Linked DNA regions of Mus musculus: all the other regions are linked to region 1. Evidence: chromatin contacts called from public promoter capture Hi-C data. All regions are on one chromosome and are shown on one strand. Each heading gives the region's core, a stretch centred on a gene start, on an enhancer-like site or on the middle of the called end of the contact. The rest is flanking DNA. Distances are from core to core; before and after follow the strand shown.

Region 1 (4,787 bases), core at 802-3,301:
TGTGTTTAGTTTGTAGAAGAACCCAGAGTCAGCATTTGAACAAGAGCCCAGGTCATCGATATGTATAGTAAATATATTCTTACTAAAAACTGGGATAGGTTAAGACAGAAATACGGAGGAAGATCCAGAGCATATGCAGACACTCAGACTCCTTCTTCGTTCATTTACTTAAGTCTGTTTTGATTTTTATCTGAGACTCAGGAAGAGATGATTAGAACGCCCTTCAAGTACTTCCAAGTTTGGTGTGTGCATGGGAGCGGTAGATGAGAAGTGAAGCTTTGTGTGCCGTGAAATAATCTCCAGTCCAATCAGAGCTAAGGCTCAGCTTTTCTCTAGCCAGAAGCATCTACAGATGTCACCGCTTAGACATCAAACTTAGGTGTCTTCCTTATTTGGTTGGCAGTGGCTCTGATATTTTTGGGCTTAGTTTCGTGGTTCAGCAAATTGTTAAAGTCTCTCATGTGGCTCTATCATGTAGCCAGGCTTGAGAACTGAACTAAGTCAAAGTGAGGCTTCCCAGCCTTGGAGTTTCAATGACAGATGATCCTGGGTTCCATTCCCTATGGATTTCAGTTTAATCAGGCTGAGGTGACACTTTAAAGATGACCTACTGATGTCACTGACTCCGTCCCTCTAAGTACTTCCCCTTCCTCAACAGCTCTCAGCTTCAGCTACAGAAATCACCCGGGGAAACTCTGAGAATGCCAACGTTCAAGCACTCCAGTCAAAACTGGCCATACCTGGATGGGAGAGATGCTTTTGTGGTTGAGAGCACTGGCTGCTCTGGCAGAGAACCCAGGTTCAACTTGGAGCACTCAGGGAATGGCTTACAACCTCTGAAACTCCAGCTCTAGATCGGATGCCTTTGTCTGGCCTCTGAGCGCACCTGAAAGACATATGCTGCGCACATACAATGCTCACGTCAGCATTTAAGTGTTGAAAGGAAGCACGTGCCTTTTACCCTTCAGCTGAAGTCTTGTGGCATCAGTTACTGAGCCTCTTGGTGTTCACTCCGATTCAACAGCAATAGCAAGAAAGACTGCATGGTGACCATCAACTATGTACATAGGCCAGTGCCTTTGTGTTCTGTGTTTGTACACCTAGCAAGACCAGTTTTTCATAGATGCGATGAATTAACAGCCCTATTTCTTCCTATTATGTAAGACTAGTGCTACTGCTCAGAACTGTGCCCCTTCATACGTGTGATTGCATCAGCAGTGACACCACATGATGGGAGGCAATTTAGGGGATAAACATAAACACTCCGAAGTTTTCCTCAAGATTCACAACTAACTTGCCAGTGGCTTCCCCAACTTGTGACCCAGAGATCTCATCAGAATCCTGGCGCCTGCATGCTCTAAATGATGGTTACTGAGCACAATTTTTATTTGTGGTCCTGAACTTTGAATTTTCAATAAGCTCTAGTGCATTCTGAAATTGGGAATGTCTGTCTTTCAAAGGAGACTAGAAACAAGAACTATGGCAAAAAGAATGCCTTTTATCAGTTAAATTCAATATTTAATGAGCACCTTAAGCTGGCAAAATGCCAGCACAAGACATGTGTTCAGTGTCTCTACAAAAATCACGACATAAAGCAATACATTTACTGTATTAGTCTATTCTACAACAACTATTAGTAAGACAGGCCTATCTTCCCCTGTGATGAGAGTGGAGTACTAAGCCAATGCTCTAAACAGGCAGTTTAAGCCAAGGCTCAATCTCAAAACTTTTAGGTTCGCTGTTGTCCTAGAATTCGGTTTAGATGTTACAGGAATTTCTACATTCTCTCAGTTGCAGGTGAGTTGTTACAGATGCTAGAATACTCTAATGAGAAGTCAGTTACAGGGAGCACACAAGCTATTTCGTTGAATCCCATTCCAACCTTTATGGTACTGAACACGAACAGCATTGGGACTTCATTTCCCAGAAGGCAGTGCGACACCGACTCACGCGAGCCTTCGGGGGAAACTTGCCTGTTTTTTTCACGCCTGCCGTAAAGGCGCGCGGTCTGCTGGGACATGTAGTTTGGTTAGCCCTAGGACGCCCCCTCAAATGAATGGGACCGGGTATGACTGAGAACTACAGCTCCTGGTCTGGCCGCGTCGGTGGCAGCTGCGGAGGAAGAGTTGATCAAGACGGCCCTCAGGGAGGGAACCGCTGGCGGTGGTGATGTTGCGCGCGGATTTTCTAGGGTAGCGAACTGAAAGGGCGCTTTTTCTGCGCGCTGGCTCCCCGTGCCCCGCACCGGCCATGCGCCCGGCCTTCGCGGTGGGCCTGGTGTTCGCAGGCTGCTGCAGTAATGTGATCTTCCTAGAGCTGCTGGCCCGGTGAGTGACCCTCTCGGGCCGCGCCCGGGTTCTCGAAGCTGGTCCGGGGTTGCTAGCCCTGGCCGCCTCCCTAGTGCGCTGCACGGGATACCCACGCAGTCAGCTACTCTGCAGCCCTGGCACTCCTCCATTCGTTAGCATCCAGGTGACAGGAACATCCAGAGTGCTGCTGTCGGCATCTCCAAGCCACACTTTGGGGAGTTTGAAGCCTGGAGACTTTCTCACGTGACCGATCCTAGGTCTCTAGGAGCACCCTCTCCAACTACTACTCATCCAACTCTAGCACCTTTCGCTGACCAGTGAATGAATGACACGTGTCTGTCTGGAGCAAAACTTTTCTCACAGAAAGTTTTGTGTGTGTGTGTGTGTGTGTGTGTGTGTGTGTGTGTGTGTTGACATGTTTTGCGAAACATTTGTTTTTGTTGGTCGTAGAGATAGATGGTTGTGAGCACTTGGCTTAGACTCATATGTGAGTGATGTGGTGCAGATAACAACTGAGCTGTCACCATGGTCCCTGGGCATTTCGCACATCACAGTCTTTCGTTGAGAAGCGTGCTCTTTGAAGTGTAGATTGGGAACAGGATTGGCTTTGTGGTGTGGTGTCTTGCAAATAACGTTGGGTAACTATGTGCAAAGTTCAGTAGGCAGAAGTTAGAAAAGAGACAGGAGATGAACTGGAAAACGATTAGGACTAAACAGCTCCAGTTAGTTATTTAAGGTTTGGAGCTTCGGTCTCCTTTTTCAGACAGTTCAATACTCAGTTCAGAGTCACTAGCTACAGGTTTCTATCTATATACTGCTTAGGGCAACCCTGTGACCAAGAGTTACATTGTTTTGTTGAAAGTGAAACAGATGCAAAGTTGGGCATCTTTTCACTATTTGGAAGTGGCAGAGCAAAAATGGGCTGGACTGTATCTGTCTAAGCTCCTAGCCCAGTAACATTTCCAGATGCCTTCCATTTTTGAACTTGAGTTTTGAACATGGTGTGATGTCTGTTGGAAATTTATCCTGTTTGATACTGTTGGTTTGAATCCTTCAGAAGTAAGCAGTTTATTTATGATCAAGTCTGTATGTGTTATAGTTTGCTTTTAGAGAGCTTACCGTTTTATTATGCAGAGTGTTGATGAAGATCGATTGTCTTGGGAGTGGACAGGAAGATGAAAATGAAAAAGAAGTTTCTGGATACACTTCAAAGGCAGAAAACTTTGGAATTCAATCTATTTAATATATTTTTAAATAAGAAAGTGATATATATTCAGGCTAGCTATAGAAACAAAGTCAGATAATTGCATTGAATATGCCACTAAATTATGTGAAACCTGTGTGTTCTAGCTTGTGAGCTCTTGGCTAAAACACTTTTCTCAACCATCAGAGGGGTGGGTGATAACAGCTTCATCCCCATGGATTTTGAAGGTGAATGAGAAATGCCTACCTCACGTTGGTGACTTCCCTAGCCTTCTCCCTTACAATTTGTCTCAGTGCAGGCGTACGTTGTTTTTGTGAGGGTCCAGAAAAGTTCTGTGTGTATCCAGAAATGGATTCCTTTCTCTTTATAAAGTCTTTTCATTCTTTATAGGAACTTTTATTTAGAATTTTATTAGGATCAATTTGTAAATGAATCCAAATTCCTTATTTAACTTTACATATATATAAATCTGCATTTTTGCATACAACTGAGGGTTTTCCTTAAGACGTAAGGAAGTGGGCTTATTAATGCAATGTATAGTACATTAGACTGATAACAACGTATGCCTGATTTGCTTAAGTAAACTCTTCACACTGTCGAGCCGTGAAAGCCGACCCGATTCGTCCAGATAGCCTTTAAAGTTCCTTCTAGATATGATCTTGAGATTTGTGGCTTTAATCTTGAGAAATCACCGTAGAAACTTCTCAGAAAAGCAGAAGCTGTGCTTTTTAAATGGCTTCCTTGGAACACTCAGGTGTTAACTCTAAATACAAAGGCTGCAAAGACTTGTTGAAAGAAGGGAGTGTTGAGCCATTTCCCCCCCAGTTGAAAAACAGATTCAGTTTCTTCTTGCTGACCTTTGTAGACCTAGAATTGGTGCCAGTGATAAGGTGCAAACCTTGTGCACTGCGTAAGCAGCTACACAGTAGTGAGTGAGGTCTTGATTCCCTTCTTAAGGAGCTTATGGTCAACCTTGAAAGCATGATACATATGTGTATATGCTATACACACACACACACACACACACACACACACACATACACATAGAGAGCTAATGAAGCAGGTAAGGTATTGTGTGTCTTAACATCAGGATAACAATCTGAAAGATTTTATTTTTCCCTTTAAGACATGATGGTGAATTCAATAAGAAAGTTTTATATCCAGGAAAGAAAGGAGGTGAAAACGTCTGCCCAAGTCATTCCTTTCAAAGTTGCTGGGTTGTTTGTTTGTTTTTTTTTTTTAATTGAAATTTGAATTTTTGCCAAAGAAAGTCC
Region 2 (4,708 bases), core at 1,849-4,348, 3.7 Mb before region 1:
CCTTGGATATGATTGATCTCTTGCCAGAGTACCCATGTTGCTGGATTGAAATTCTTCTACAAAAGCTAGTGTCTCAAATTCTGACAAAGGTATTAATTGGAAATGGCATTGAATGTATAGACCAGAGCCCAGGTCAGGCAAAAAGGATGAATAAAACTCTTTAGGAGACTCTGATCAAATTGGTACTGAAAACTGGCAAGAATTAGGCCAACTTCCTCTCCTGCTCAGGACCCAATGCACTCCTTACCAGGAGGGGACTGTTCCTTTTTGAAATTATATTTGGGGGACCACTTCCCATCTTCCAAACTCCAAGCTATTCACCAAGCAAAAATATCCAATCATTCCCTTCCCTTCGCAAGTCCTCACAGGCTTAGCAGGAACTTGCCACAGCATTGGCCAGATTGGAAAAGGAGTCCTGCCCTCTCCCACCTCTGATGCAGCTAACGGTTGAACCCTGCATTTTCATCTGCATGTCCAATATATCAAACAGAGAATAAACTTAGTTAAGCTTCTGATCTTTAGAACCAACCATGCCCCAGAACAGTACAAGTCAACTATTTGACTCTTGCCCATAGAACCAATTAGTTAATATGAAAAGGCAAGACAGTACTGAGGTTCCCCTATCTTATATTTTGCTGAGACTATTTTAGGTTTGACCAAAGTTTGGCTTCCTTGATGGAGAATATTGTGGAAAATTACCAAAATCTAAGAACCCAAAGTCAAGATACTCTAGCTTGGCTTCTGTTAAACTGGCCACTTGTACAAATCTTCCCCTCCAGTTAACTGCTTATCTTAGCTTCTGTTAAACTGCTTGCTTGCACAAAACCTCCTGCTCGCAACTACAAGGCAAGATAACAGGATATGGTTTTTGCCTCTGAAAGCCCCTTGCAGGGCAGTGGTAGTGCACAATTTTGATCCTAGTACTAGGGAGGCAGAGGCAGGCAGATTTCTGCAACTTCTGATTGAGCCTGGTCTACAAAGCAAGCTTCAGGACAGCCAGAGCTGTTACACAGAGAAACCCTTATCTCAAAACAACAAAAACAACAAAAAACCAAACAAACAAAAAAAAAGCCCCTTGCTCTAAAGATATAAAGCTCTTAATCATAGTGCTGCCACCTTTCAATACACACTTCCTTATGTTGTGGTGGCCCCCAACCATAAAATTATCTTCTTCGGTACATCATAATGGTAATTTTGCTACCGTTATGAATCAAAATGTAAATATCTAGTATGCAAGATATCTGATATGCGACCCCTGTGAAAGGTTCATTCCACCCTCTCAAGGGGTCTGGACCCACAGGTTGAAAACCACTGGATTACATTTGCATTCTAGATACCCGATTGTAATCCAGCTGGCTGGAATACTTTCATTTAGCTATAGACTGAGTGGTGTACCTCTGGTGGGCTTCCTGCAACAATAGAGACCCATGGAAAATAGTTTCCTGTATTTAAAGACTGTTGTAAGAAAAAACTAAATGCATCTAATTCAACAATCCAAGCCAGCAATTGCATCCTGACCTAATAAATATAATTACTTAACAAATTAACTTAAAACAGTTATTCCCTTTAAAAGAGATGTTAAAAGTGTCTGGCTAGCAGGTGCAATGGCTCATGCCTGTTATCTTTACTCTGAAGAAGCTGAGGCAGGAAGATTGCTAGCTGTGGACAATTCTGGGCTGCTACATAAGCCAAACAAAACATACACACACACACACACACACACACAAAACCCAAGAAGCAAGAGAAAAAAGATTTCCCTTCCTCAGTTACTTCGCATTTTAAAGACGTCAATTTGCCCAAATATTTGCAATATTAAAAGTTAAAAACTTCAAGTGTTCTCCCAGAAATAATTACTGCACTTCAAATCACTTTCAACGATTTAAACCTGGTAACATAAGCAAAGGAAACTACCTGTCAAAAACTAATTACCCAATAACACCACAAAAGAGAAAGTAACTTCCAACTACGGCATACAAAACACTTTGGAAGTCTATTTACTTTCTATCGTTTATCGAATCGCTCGAAATAAAATCTCCGAAAGCAGCAGACAACAAAACAACTTATCCCGGTTCCTTTGTCCCCTACGGAGGGGACAGAGAGGGAACTCATTAAGGTAAAAAGCCCGGAACGCACAAGATTCGAAACAGACGGCAGCCAATCTGCAATCAATCATCAAAGAAAATCCCCATCACTTCATCTCCATCCCTTCCTCCCCCCTCCGGCTCGCATAACCCGGGTGTACACGAGCTGATCCAGATCATATGCACCCGGACAAAGCTTTGCGGAGGAGCAGAGAGCAGCTAACTCGCCACAACCGTCAGAGCTCTGCAAAAGTGAGGGACCGCCGAGTCGCTCAGCCGGCGCGGGCCCATTTCACCCCCTCCCCAGCCGCGTGACAGCGGGTCGCGCCCGCCACCTCGCGGGCCCCTCTCACCTTGGGTGGCGAATGGCGAAGGACCACCGGCCGGGGAGCCCGGGGCGGGGGCGGGGGCGGGAGCGGGTGGAGGGGTCTCTGCCGAGCCCAGCGCGGGCGCCGTCAGCATGAGATAGCGCTGCGGCGCGGGCAAACAGCGCTGGCAGAACGAGTGCAGGCAGGGCAGCAGCTTGGGCACCCGGCTCTGGATGTTCTGGTGGCACACGGCGCAAGTGTCCAACAGGTTGAGCCGGGACGCCTCGCCGCCGCTCTCCGAGTCCGGGCCCTGCCGGCTCTCGGCCTCATTCTCCCCGCTCGGCGCCGCCGCTGCGGGGCCTCCGGCCGGAGCCGCTGCCGCCGCCGCCTTCTCCACAGCCACCTCCATTGTCCTGCGGCCGCCGCCGGGGAAGCGGGAGCGCGCTCACCGCCCGCCGCCCCCGACGACCTCCGCAGCCGCCGCCGCCTCCCGCTTCTCCGAGGCCGAACGGACTCGCGGAGGGAGCACAGGGAGGAAGCCACCTCCCGAGTGGCGCGGCCGGAAGACGCGGAGCTGTCAACGGGGACCGGTTCCCGCACCGCGACGCCGCCGCGCGGGCCGATAGGCAAACCGCCACCGAGACGCTCGATTCCGCCCAGCGCGCCCGCCCGTGCCTAGCAGCCTTTCTCTCGGGCCCCTTGGACCACCGCGGGCCCCGCCCCCACCTCCCTCTCCCAGCAACCGCGGCGACTGCGAGCCGAGCGCCATCCAATGACCGCCGCGCCTGCCCAGGGGGCGGGGTCTGCAGAAGCCCGCGAGGCTCGGACGGCCCCCGCGGGAGGTTGGGAGTGGGCGGGGCTAGCCCCGCCGGACGCGAGGACCGCGGCCGCTGATTGGCTCGCTGTGTGTGTGTCTCTCTTCTGTAGATTGTAAAGGAATCATTTGTTAAGGAGCCAGAGCAGGCATCGGGTTCCGCCCGCCGCTATGGCCCCGCCCAAGGGGCGGGGGCTCTGCCCAGTCTACCCAGCCTGATTAATTAAGAAACTGCTTGGAAAACTGCTTTTACTACTGGAGACTTAAATGGGTAAAGGAGTAAGATCGTGGGAGGGCCACGGGAGGATGAAGAAGTAAGTTACGTGCAAACGAGAAGAGACCCAAAACCGGGTTGTATGAGCCCACATTGTGTGAAAGGGGGAGTGTGCAGGCAGCTTTACTCTTTTTGTGGCCTGAATTTATCTCTGTGATGAATTAATGAGAATGATGTAAAGGGGGAGAAATTACAAATTTGTCGGAACTTTAAAAGACCTCAATGGAAAAGGGTGAAATTAATTTTGCTTCTTAAATGAATAAAAGCAGTTAATTTTTTTGAGGACTAAATAAATGATCTGCAAGTGTCCATAGTACCTGAATATTAAACTCTTAAAAAAAAAAAAAAGGCAGACGTGGTAGCACACACCTATACTAATACTCCAGAGGCAAAGGCAGGAAAATCACTACAAATTCAAAGTTATTCTAGGTTTTAGTCAGTGTAAAAGCCTGTCTCAAAAGGGGGGGGGGGGACCTCAATTCTGGTTTTAGAGTTTCAGTATTATATTTCATGTCTTCCTTCTCCCGTGCTTGTTACCGGAAATTCTGGGGAGTCCCATGGGAAGTGCCACCTGTTACTAGGGAAATCAGAGTCCCCTCTTGAGGTTCTTAGTCTCATTAATAAAAGAATTTAAGAAGAGCCTCAAAAGAAGCTGGAGGAAATTTTATTAGAGTTTAAAAGAAAAGAAAGAAAAAAACCAATGCAGGCAAGCTGTAAATCTCAGCAGCTGCCCAGAGGAAGATGGAGAAGTGGAAGAGATGCCATGCCATTTGTGTTAAACAGCCACATGGTTACAGCAGCCACATGGAGGGGAGCTTTAGAGAAAGAGTAAGGAAGCCGAAACTATCAGAGACTGTGTATTAGGCTAACACCCAAAAGAAAAGAGAAGACAAAGAGAAGGTTGGGAGTTTCTGAGACAGAATAGACAGAAATCCTGGAGAATCTCGTGGGGAATCTGGAACTACTGCACTATGGGCCAGGAATTTGGGGGAAGAACACTGTTTATTAAAGAGATTATTCCTCTGTGTCTTTAGCGTGGCTGAAGGTGAACCTGCCTTTCTAAGGGATGGTCCCTTATCCAGGTGATGGGCAGACTCAGCTGGATTAAGGTTTACAGAAGGAGACAATGGCGTGACTCTACCTCAAAGGTAGATTTCATTGGGTTATGATTAGTAGGCAACATTTTTCCTTTAATGGACCTTTAATAAGAATAATAAAAATTACATTTTCA
Region 3 (4,539 bases), core at 472-2,971, 4.4 Mb after region 1:
TACTTCCAGCACTAGCCCAGGCTGCATCTTTTAAGTGTAATTCCTCCATTTAACTATAATTGCATGGAGAGGGGAGGACAACACACCAAACTGCAAAGGACACAGCATGCCCTAAAGCACTGTTAAATTCCTTCAGTCTTGCCTCTGACATCATTTAGCACTACCAAATGAAAAAGTTAACTGCCCTAAGTCATGAGGTAATTACAACAAAATGTTTTGCTGGAGCCAAGGTTCACCTAAACTCTACATAGTAAACCCAATGTACACTTCATATCTTTTTTTACTGTTGTTCTGACGGAACAAAATGCACCCATTATAATGGGAAAAAACGTAAATCATTGTGTTCATACTGTTCCCAAGAAATGAAAGCCACATTTTTTTTTAGATGATCCACAGATCTTGTCTTTTACCTCTTGTGCTGACATCAATAAATGGGAGAAAAAACGAGGGGAGTGGGTAAAGGGTATAGCCAATATATAAATAATTCGGGGGTACCATCATTACACGTTTCTATTTATGAAGGAAGCCGACAGCCCCAAACGATTACTTTCCTCAAAGTAGCAAGCATTTCTTCCTAACACTTTCTGCTCACGATAAAGATATGAATAAAATAAGCATTCTCTTCAGGTACAATCTGGTAATCCTAGAGACCAGCCCTCTTCAGGGTGAATGAAGCATCTTTCCATTACCGGTCTACAATCGCAGTACAAGAGAATTGCAATGGCTAGAAAGGAAGGGCACAGATCAGTACTACCCTGTGGAGAGCTGTTGGCCACAGAAAGGCAGAAAGTCATCATCTGTACAGAAGCCAGGCAACTCAGAGGGTTTCCCGAGCTCTCATGAGAGAGAGCTAACTACAGCTTCCTCGTTCTCCAAGGAAAAAGATCTTGCTATCCTTATCGCTGGAGGGAAGGTTTTTCTATGCCACCGAACAGTCCGGAAAATTACACGCGGGAGTGTGCTGGAGGCGCCGGGTGTAGTAGTAGGTGCTTCTCCTCCCCCTGCCTCGTTCAAGTAGTAGTGAAGGGCGCTACCTCCATGTTATTAGTAAAGTACGCCCGTGGTACCTAGAGGCTTCGCTTCGCAGCGGAGCACCGGGTGGCGGCCGCTCTAAGAGCGGGTTCAAGGGTGGGAGAAGACTCTCGGCTCCACGATCTAGAGGGTGTGGAACCGGGTGCCGCCGTGCCCTGAAGGGCCGCCACTCCCGTGCCCGCCCTCCCCGCCTCTCCGAGAAGCGAGGCAGCCCGACCCCAGTACCTTCTTGACCGTGCGCGGCGCCTCGGTGACCGTGCCGTCGGGGCTGACCAAGGCCTCGCCGCCGTCGCGATGCCGCTGGTGCTGGTGATGAGGGTCGCTCCGCTTCATGGCGGACGCTTGAGGGACCTTCCCGGCCGCAGGGCTCAGAGCCGCGGTGGGCCCCGAGCCCGGGCCGGGGGCCGGGGGCCGCTCCGCCGCGGGAGCCGGAGCTGGAGCCTCTGGGTCCCCGCCACCCGCTGGGGGTACCATGGCGCCCACGGCCGCCGCGCTCAGTCCCAACTGGGGCTCCGCCTCGGAGGGGCTCAGATCCTTCAGCTCCACCTCAGGCACCTTGGCGGCTGCCGCTGCTGACACAACCTGCACCGACATCACCGCCTCCACTGCAACCGCCGACTCTGACTCTCGCACCAGCTCCCACTCGGCCCCGCCTCCCGCCTCCCTTCCCCTTCCCTCCCCCATACCCCCACTCCTCCCCTCCATCGCCTCCGCTCCCACCCCCTTCCTCCGCCCGCCCGCTCGCTCGCCGCCAGCCCGGCCTCTCGAGCCTCGCCCCACCCCTGTCTGACTCACGCGCGAGGCGCCACAGAACCTGTAGTGCGCTTGCTCCGGGTTGCACGCGACTAGAAGACCGTGGGACCTCAGCAACCAACTTGCACTGCGCTCGCCTCGCGGGGGGGTGGGTGGGGGATAGGCCGCAGAGTCCCCTGGGAGTTGTAGTCCTTTCGTCCCTCCTCCGGAAAGTAGTTTTTGATGGAGAGGGAACTCCCAGGACAGCGACTAACAGAAAAGTATAAAAACGGATGACGCGACGGAATAGATGAGGAGAATGTCTCCAGAGGGGTTGTGGTTTCCGGAAAGGAATGCCAGAAACCCCAGGGAAAGTGGGGGGCAAGAATGACTCGCTCCCCTGACGGCGTGAATTTCCTCCGGAGTGTGCGCATGTGTGCTATCACGTGGGCGGCCTTTAAAGGAAAAGCGGCAGGTCAGGTGAGATGAATTCCGGCTCCAGGCTAGAAGGCATGGGGTTTCTCCATTCCGTTCCGAGCCTTTCTTCAGTGGGTTGGTTTCTAGAAGAAAAGAAATAAGCCATTTCCTGCTGTCATGCTTTCTGGCGTACTCTTGAATTAAGTAACTAAAATCAAATCCCCAAAGAAAGAAATCTCGTCAGGGTATGGTGGAGTACGCAGTAATAATTTGAACATCTGAAGTGTATGCGTCACCAGTGATAATAGTTCGAGGCCAGCTGAGCTATGAAGCAAGGCCCTGTCTTTAAAAAAAAAAAAAAAAAAGTTAATTCTACCGCACACATGTAATTAAAGGACCAGAAAAGAACTGGGAATCTACCCTGGGCCCTCTAAATGAGCAACAAATTCAATTAACTTTTGACCAGATCACCAGCTGCCAGTTTTATTTTTAATAACAAAAATAAAATAAAATTGCGTACCATTTGGTCATAGTGGTAAGCCCAACACTCAGGAGACAGAGACCTGAGAATCAGAAATGTGTTGAGGTTAGCTTTGACTGCTTAGCCAAAGCCTGTCACAAAAAGAAGAAACTTACCTGAAAGTAATGTTCTACTGATGATAGAATTTTTTTTCTTTTAAGAAGAGTTCTCCAATAGTCTTTTAATGATAAAAGGAAATAAATGCTTATAATTTTAAAAATCAGACTAAAAGCCAGGCGGTGGTGGCATAAGCCTTTAATCCCAGCACTTGGGAGGCAGAGGCAGGCAGCCTGGTCTACAGAGCAATTTCCAGGACAGCCAGGACTACACAGAGATACCCTGGCGGGGAAGGGGAAGGGGCATATAACAACATCAAGATGGCTTATCAGTTAAGAGCATCTGCTGCTCTTCCAGAGGTCTGGAGTTCAAGTCCCAGCAACCACATGGTGGCTCACAACCAACTATAGTGGTGATCTGATGCCCTCTTCTGACCTGCAGATGTACAAGCAGTTAGAGCACACATATACATTACAGAAAGAGGGAGGAAGGAAGTTAGACTAAAAAGTAGGAGACAACACCATACTTTCTAGGGATTTGAGAGTTGGCTCAAAATTTATGAGCCCTTGCTGTAATTTGTTCCCAACAACTACATTGGGCAACTCACAACCACCTGCAACTCCAGCTCCAGGGGGTGTGACACCCTCTTGTCCTACAGACACACACATATGCATAAGCTTAAAAATTATTTTAGTTGCACATTCTTTAAATTTTTATGTGAATATTACCTAAAGGGGGAAAAGGGCACTAAGATGTGGTTGACTTTTAGCATATTATGAGGTAGGCTTTTTTATTCCTAAAGAAACTGAGGCAAAGAGGATTATGGTTTGTGGCTGTTCAAAAAGTGACTGCAGCCCTAACAGCTCCCTTGGACTACCGGCCAGCTTGTCATTGGAAAAGCTACTTTTTTCTAAGCAAGAATAAGACAGAGACAAACGGGGGCTGGTGAGATGGCTCAGTGGGTAAGAGCACCCGACTGCTCTTCCGAAGGTCCAGAGTTCAAATCCCAGCAACCACAAGGTGGCTCATAACCATCCGTAACAAGATCTGGCGCCCTCTTCTGGAGTGTCTGAAGACAGCTACAGTGTACTTACATATAATAATAAATAAATCTTTAAAAAAATTGTCCTTAAAAAAAAAAAAAAAAAAAGACAGAGACAAACGGAGAAATCGCCTGCTTGAGTTCCTGTCATGATCCTTCTAGTACCGTGGAAGTCTCTTCATGTGGGAGCTTTAGGAGCTGTCATTTCCCGGTCTCTAAGTCTATGCTGGAAGGCACCTGAGCATTGCCATTTCCACAGAACCCAAAAGTCTGCCAGACACAAGAGCTTATTAGGCTTTCTCCTCACATGTCCGGTTTTGATCATTTCCTTCCTGTTACGAAGAAATGGCCCAGAGCTTCATCCTCCAGCTGCTGGGCAGGGGCTAACAACTTTATAACTGATTTCTTCCTTTCCCCCAATGCACGAGGGAGCTACAGTGCAGCCACCTGGCATGTGAGGAACTCATACCCAGCAGCTGCTTACCTGGCCAGCCACGAGGATTGATGACTGAGCAGAAGAGCCGATCCTTCAGGGGGATGTGGTGATGAAACGTAAGGAGTTTGAGCCCTGAAAAGAGACAGATGTTAGCCCCTGTTTCCCCAGATTTTAACATTGCCTGGAACCAACAGTCAGACCACGTTCTTCGGGCTTTCTAGCTCCATCTTACTCATCTGCTGCTTCTGAGGCACAGCTTTGTTGCTGAAGCAAACCAAGTGTACTCGAAGGTGGAATTACTAG
Region 4 (4,359 bases), core at 520-3,019, 3.9 Mb after region 1:
TGGTTTTAGAGACAATGACCACAGGTCCTCTAGGTGCCACTGTGTGTGTGGTGGAGGAGCAGAGAGCACACAGCTCCTGCCTTTTGGGCATAGGACTTTATAAATGCACTTAACAGTCAGATAGGTGTCTCGAAATTGAGACATCTTTTGGAATCTTGACGGCAGAGCTTTTCTGACTTTGGCCAGCATCGGAAACATCCGGGGTACTTGTTAAAGACAAGGCTATTTAGGCCTCACCCCAGACCTTCTGAATTCCCAGCAGCAGTTCCTGGACTCTGTGTGAGCTTAACAAGCTCCCCAGGTGATTCTGAGGTGTTGGGCCAAGCTTGAAAACCACTGTCTTAGCACAGGGGAGGGAGGTAATCAGGCAAAGGAGGCTGGGGGAGCCACTCTAGGAAAGCTGGTAGGGGCAATAACACCCTAGGGAGTCTGGTGCAGACAGTGAGAAAGACAAATCTTGTTTTGTTTTGTTTTCTTCCTTCAATGAAGTGATCAGATAAAGGTGGCTAGAAGTCTTTTCATACCCGTCTGCTGACAGATTTCTCCTAGGAGAAAGCAATGGATAGTCTTTTTTTCTCCCCAGAACATAGAGTGGAAGTTACCAGGGGCTGGTGGGATGGGGAGGAGGGGTTATTCTTTTAAGGGCACATGATTTCTGTCTGGATTGATGAAAAGGTTCAGGAAATGAGCACTAGTCATACTTGCACAATATTTAATGGTTTTTTGCTGTTGCATTGAATATTTAAATATGGTTAACATTGTATATTTTATATGTATGTTACAACTAAAAAAAAAAAAATAGCTGGCATTTTGAAGGGTAGAAAGATAGGAGCAAATGATCTTCAATTTAGCCCTCAGTACCTGACCTGACAAAGTCCAAGTGTGTGTCATAGAGAAAAGACAATAGATAAAGCTTTTGAGGATACTTGGCACTATTCTGCCTCTTTTACCTTGTTGCTCCTTAGGTTTACAGTACTTTTGAGCCCTGTAGAGCAGTATATCTCAGACTTCACTGTTCAGGGAACTGTCTGAGAACTTAGTTCAACTGCATATGTTAATTGAGTAGGCCTAAGGCCCTTCTAGAGGCATTCCTTCCTAGTTCTCAAATGATGCTGACACTCTGGTCCATTCTGGGAGAGCTGTGTAAATTTCATCTTCATCTACACTGTATCCTCAGAGTCATGAACTGATATAGGAGTTCAGAGGGCAGAACTGTGTCTTTGTTCTGCATTATAACTTATTTAGGGTGCTTCTATCAGTCACCTTTGTGATTTTAAAAAGGACCTCAACTTACCTCAAATTCTGTAGAATGAGGATGTTAGTATCAAATTATTTCTGTTCTTTGCTGCTTCTACTGCAGTTCCGGAGTTGTTGACCTTGTTTGCATAGAGGGTAAATGAACCCTGTTTGCAAGCTCTGGGGAAGCCTTACTGTAGTCTAAATCCCTGCAAACCAATTCCCTCTGAAGAGGGAGCAGAGTGGAGAGAACATGCTGGTGTGGGAATTTCCAGATTTGGACGCCAGTCTGAGTAATTGCCACTTTGGCCTCCTCCATATCCAAACAGCCTTTGCAGCACTGTTGAGAGGGTGGTACATAAAGTATGAATGTAATCATACTGCCATTATTTACTACCGTCGTTTATGTTGATGGTAACGACACTGGCAGTTGATCGATGAAGTGTGTGAGGAGGTTGGGGGAGGGGGCGGAGGGAATGCACGATGGCAGGAGAAAGAGGAACTACATCTCCCAGAACTCCCCTGACAAGCTTACACCGCGACGACGATGCTCCTCCCCTCCCACCGGCGCCCCGCCCCTCAGATGACGTCACAGAGGTGACATCACGGCGCCTAGAGCGAGGCTAGGGTAGAGAGGCCGACCGAGCTGGAGTCGTCGGCTTGTGGAGGAAGCAGCTGGGAGCTGGCGAGAGCGTGAGCGAGCGGGCGGGCAGGCGAACGAGCTAGCGCAGGCGGGAGGGAGCGGCGCACGGCGCGGAGCAGCGGCAGCCCGGGCCGCGGCGGAGCCTCAGTCGGAGGGCAGCCCGAGCGGGCGCCTCGGTCCCCGCCCCCACTCGGCGGGGCAGTGCCCGGTGTTCCCCCGTGCGGGGGGCGGCGGCTGAGCGGACCCCACGGGACCGCGCGGGTGTTGCCACCTCGGCCGAGGAGCCGGCGAGGCCGCGGGGCCCTGCGAGCTGGGCCCGGAGCCCGTGACAGACGGGCCAAGGAGGGGAGAGAGGCGGCGGCGGCGCAGGCGACGGGGAGGCAGCGGCAGCGGCGACACCATGTCATCCCCCAGTCCCGGCAAGAGGCGGATGGACACGGACGTAGTCAAGCTGTATCCTTCATGGAGGGGAATTCGGACTGCGTGTGGGGCGGGTGGGGGTGCCCACTCGAGGGCTCCGGGGCACTCCAGGCCACTGGCCGCGCCTCCCCTCCCTCCCCCAGTGCCTACGGCGGCCCCTTGGCACCTCCCCGGAGCCGAGGGCTTTTTCAGTCCCCCTTTATCTGCAGCCCCCCGAGATGTGCGTTGTTCTTCGCCTTCCTTGCACTCCCCCCCCACCCCCAGCCCCTGACTTTCCCTCTACGACGTTTGGATTCCTAAGACGGCCCTTTCTTAGGGGTGTGTGTGGGGGTATAACTAGACGCCTCCTTCGTCACCGGGAGCTCATCTTCAGGGTCTTTGCTTCCTGTTTGCTAGCTTTGGGTTTATGGGTTCATTATAGAAATTCCTGAGAGGGAAGCCTTTCTCTCTCTCTCTCTTTCTCTCTCTCTCGGGTGTCCCTGTTCCTTCCAGTCACAGTGCTGCTTAAACTGGGGTAACTCAAGCAACCTTCTTTATCCCTAATTCCTTTCTATATTAGGAAGAGAGTAGCCTGCCCAGGGCCCCCTCTTGTAATAAAGAGCTCCGTGTGTTTTAAATCAGACACTCCTGTTAAGCCTTCTGGTCTGGAGAACCTTCCTGTTTTTCTTTCTACTCACAAAGCCTATCCCACTCATAGTGCATGCAGTGAGGACCCCCAGGCCCTCTTAGCAGGCAGGCCACCCTCCATATTGTGGAACTGACAGCTGGGACGAAGGAGAGAAAGGAGCTCCCCGAACAAAATAGCCACTTGAGCAAAACTCCCTCTGAGGATATGGTTCTTGGGGACTGCTTGCCCTGATCTGGGCCAAGTGACACCTTTTATTTTCTACCCCTTCCCCCAGCTTTATATACACCCGAGGTTGCAGTGGGAGAGCTGTAACTGATAAGAGTCCTCCAGGCAGTGGTTTTGGTTGGAATCCAGGCTGATTTTTTTTTGCATGACCAGTAGAGAAATTCGCGAAGGTTCCTAAGGCAAATCGAGCATTTAAAAAAATGTTTTTATTTTTTGAGGGTGGGGGTGAGAGCCCAGTGTTGTAAATAGCTGATCCCCAGGGAGAGGGTGAGGGGGGGCGGTAGTGTGTGAAAGGCTGTTAACAAGTCTTGTCTCCTGTTTCTCTTTTCTGCCTCGCCCCCATCCCCCAACCATTTCCCCCGTTGCAGGATTTTGTTTATATAACTCAAGTTGTTTGTCTAGATTCTTCAGGTAATTCCTTCTCTTACTTGTTGCTGTTTTTTATTTTTTTATTTTTCCTAAACATCAGTGGTGGTTGTCAAAAACTCAGTTATGGAATTTGCTGAAGTTTTTAAAAGTAGTTTTTGCTTAGGATTTTAACTTGGGGGATGGGAGGAAAGTTGCCTAGGCAAGAGTTTTCTTTTTCATTTTCTTTCTTTTTTTTTTTTTTTTTGTGACATCTTTTCAAGAATAAGAAGGTATTTTTTCTCTTTGCCCAGGGGAGAGCTGGCTAGAAATTAAGAATAGTGGTTAGACTCGCAAGTTTTAGGGTTTGAAATCTAGAATTTGGGGGAAGGGCAGTAGTAGGAAGGACTAGAGTGAAGCCAGTAAGAAAGAGTATTACGCTAGATACACACCTAGGCAAATGTGACATCTACTCTTTTATGGGCTGTTTGTGGCTGTGATTGTTTTGTAAATGCATGAATGATACCGGAATGCTGGCTTTTCATACCGCAGGAAAACTTGTAACCATGGCTCTGTACATTCTACACAAAGCAGTTGGGGGGGTATTTTTGTTTAGAAACTAGGAAATGACATGGTGCTAGACTTAGGAGTTTTTTTTGTCTTGAATTGAGAGTTTGAGAGTTACCATCACACCTAATGCAAATTTCACCCTAATGTATAATTGGGATGGAGTGGGGGAGAGAATTCCAGCTGTTTTTGATCGATGTCAGATCCTCAAATTACGTTCATATATAGATTTCTGAAAGATTGAGGATAAAGAGTGAGGCCTAACTTGACCTGATGCCTTTTCCATACAGTGCCT

What was found. Promoter capture Hi-C pulls out the DNA fragments that hold promoters and counts their contacts.
Region 2: a contact with region 1 is called in a promoter capture Hi-C map of pre-B cells, with 5 times the contacts expected there. The contact joins the promoter of Trim24 here to the promoter of Slc35b4 in region 1. A contact is called at or near these places in 2 of 39 promoter capture datasets (liver and pre-B cells).
Region 3: a contact with region 1 is called in a promoter capture Hi-C map of pre-B cells, with 4 times the contacts expected there. The contact joins the promoter of Ahcyl2 here to the promoter of Slc35b4 in region 1. A contact is called at or near these places in 1 of 39 promoter capture datasets (pre-B cells) and 1 of 484 Hi-C or Micro-C datasets (CD4 T cells).
Region 4: a contact with region 1 is called in a promoter capture Hi-C map of pre-B cells, with 11 times the contacts expected there. The contact joins the promoter of 1700095J07Rik here to the promoter of Slc35b4 in region 1. A contact is called at or near these places in 2 of 39 promoter capture datasets (liver and pre-B cells).

What each region holds. Positions count from the first base shown.
Region 1 is chr6:34,174,318-34,179,104 of GRCm38.p6, reverse strand. It overlaps Slc35b4 (solute carrier family 35, member B4), which reads left to right and starts at 2,051. Exons shown (of 10, transcript NM_021435.3): 1 at 2,051-2,327. The coding sequence starts at 2,251. It overlaps Gm13855 (a long non-coding RNA gene), which reads right to left and starts at 2,057. Exons shown (of 3, transcript XR_868963.3): 1 at 1,883-2,057; 2 at 741-900.
Region 2 is chr6:37,869,201-37,873,908 of GRCm38.p6, reverse strand. It overlaps Trim24 (tripartite motif-containing 24), which reads right to left and starts at 3,098. Exons shown (of 19, transcript NM_145076.4): 1 at 2,435-3,098. The coding sequence starts at 2,798.
Region 3 is chr6:29,765,625-29,770,163 of GRCm38.p6, reverse strand. It overlaps Ahcyl2 (S-adenosylhomocysteine hydrolase-like 2), which reads right to left and starts at 1,721. Exons shown (of 17, transcript NM_001171000.2): 1 at 1,258-1,721. The coding sequence starts at 1,626.
Region 4 is chr6:30,302,025-30,306,383 of GRCm38.p6, reverse strand. 1700095J07Rik (RIKEN cDNA 1700095J07 gene) reads right to left here and starts at 1,769. Exons shown (of 2, transcript NR_166056.1): 1 at 1,295-1,769. It overlaps Ube2h (ubiquitin-conjugating enzyme E2H), which reads left to right and starts at 1,845. Exons shown (of 7, transcript NM_009459.3): 1 at 1,845-2,332. The coding sequence starts at 2,280.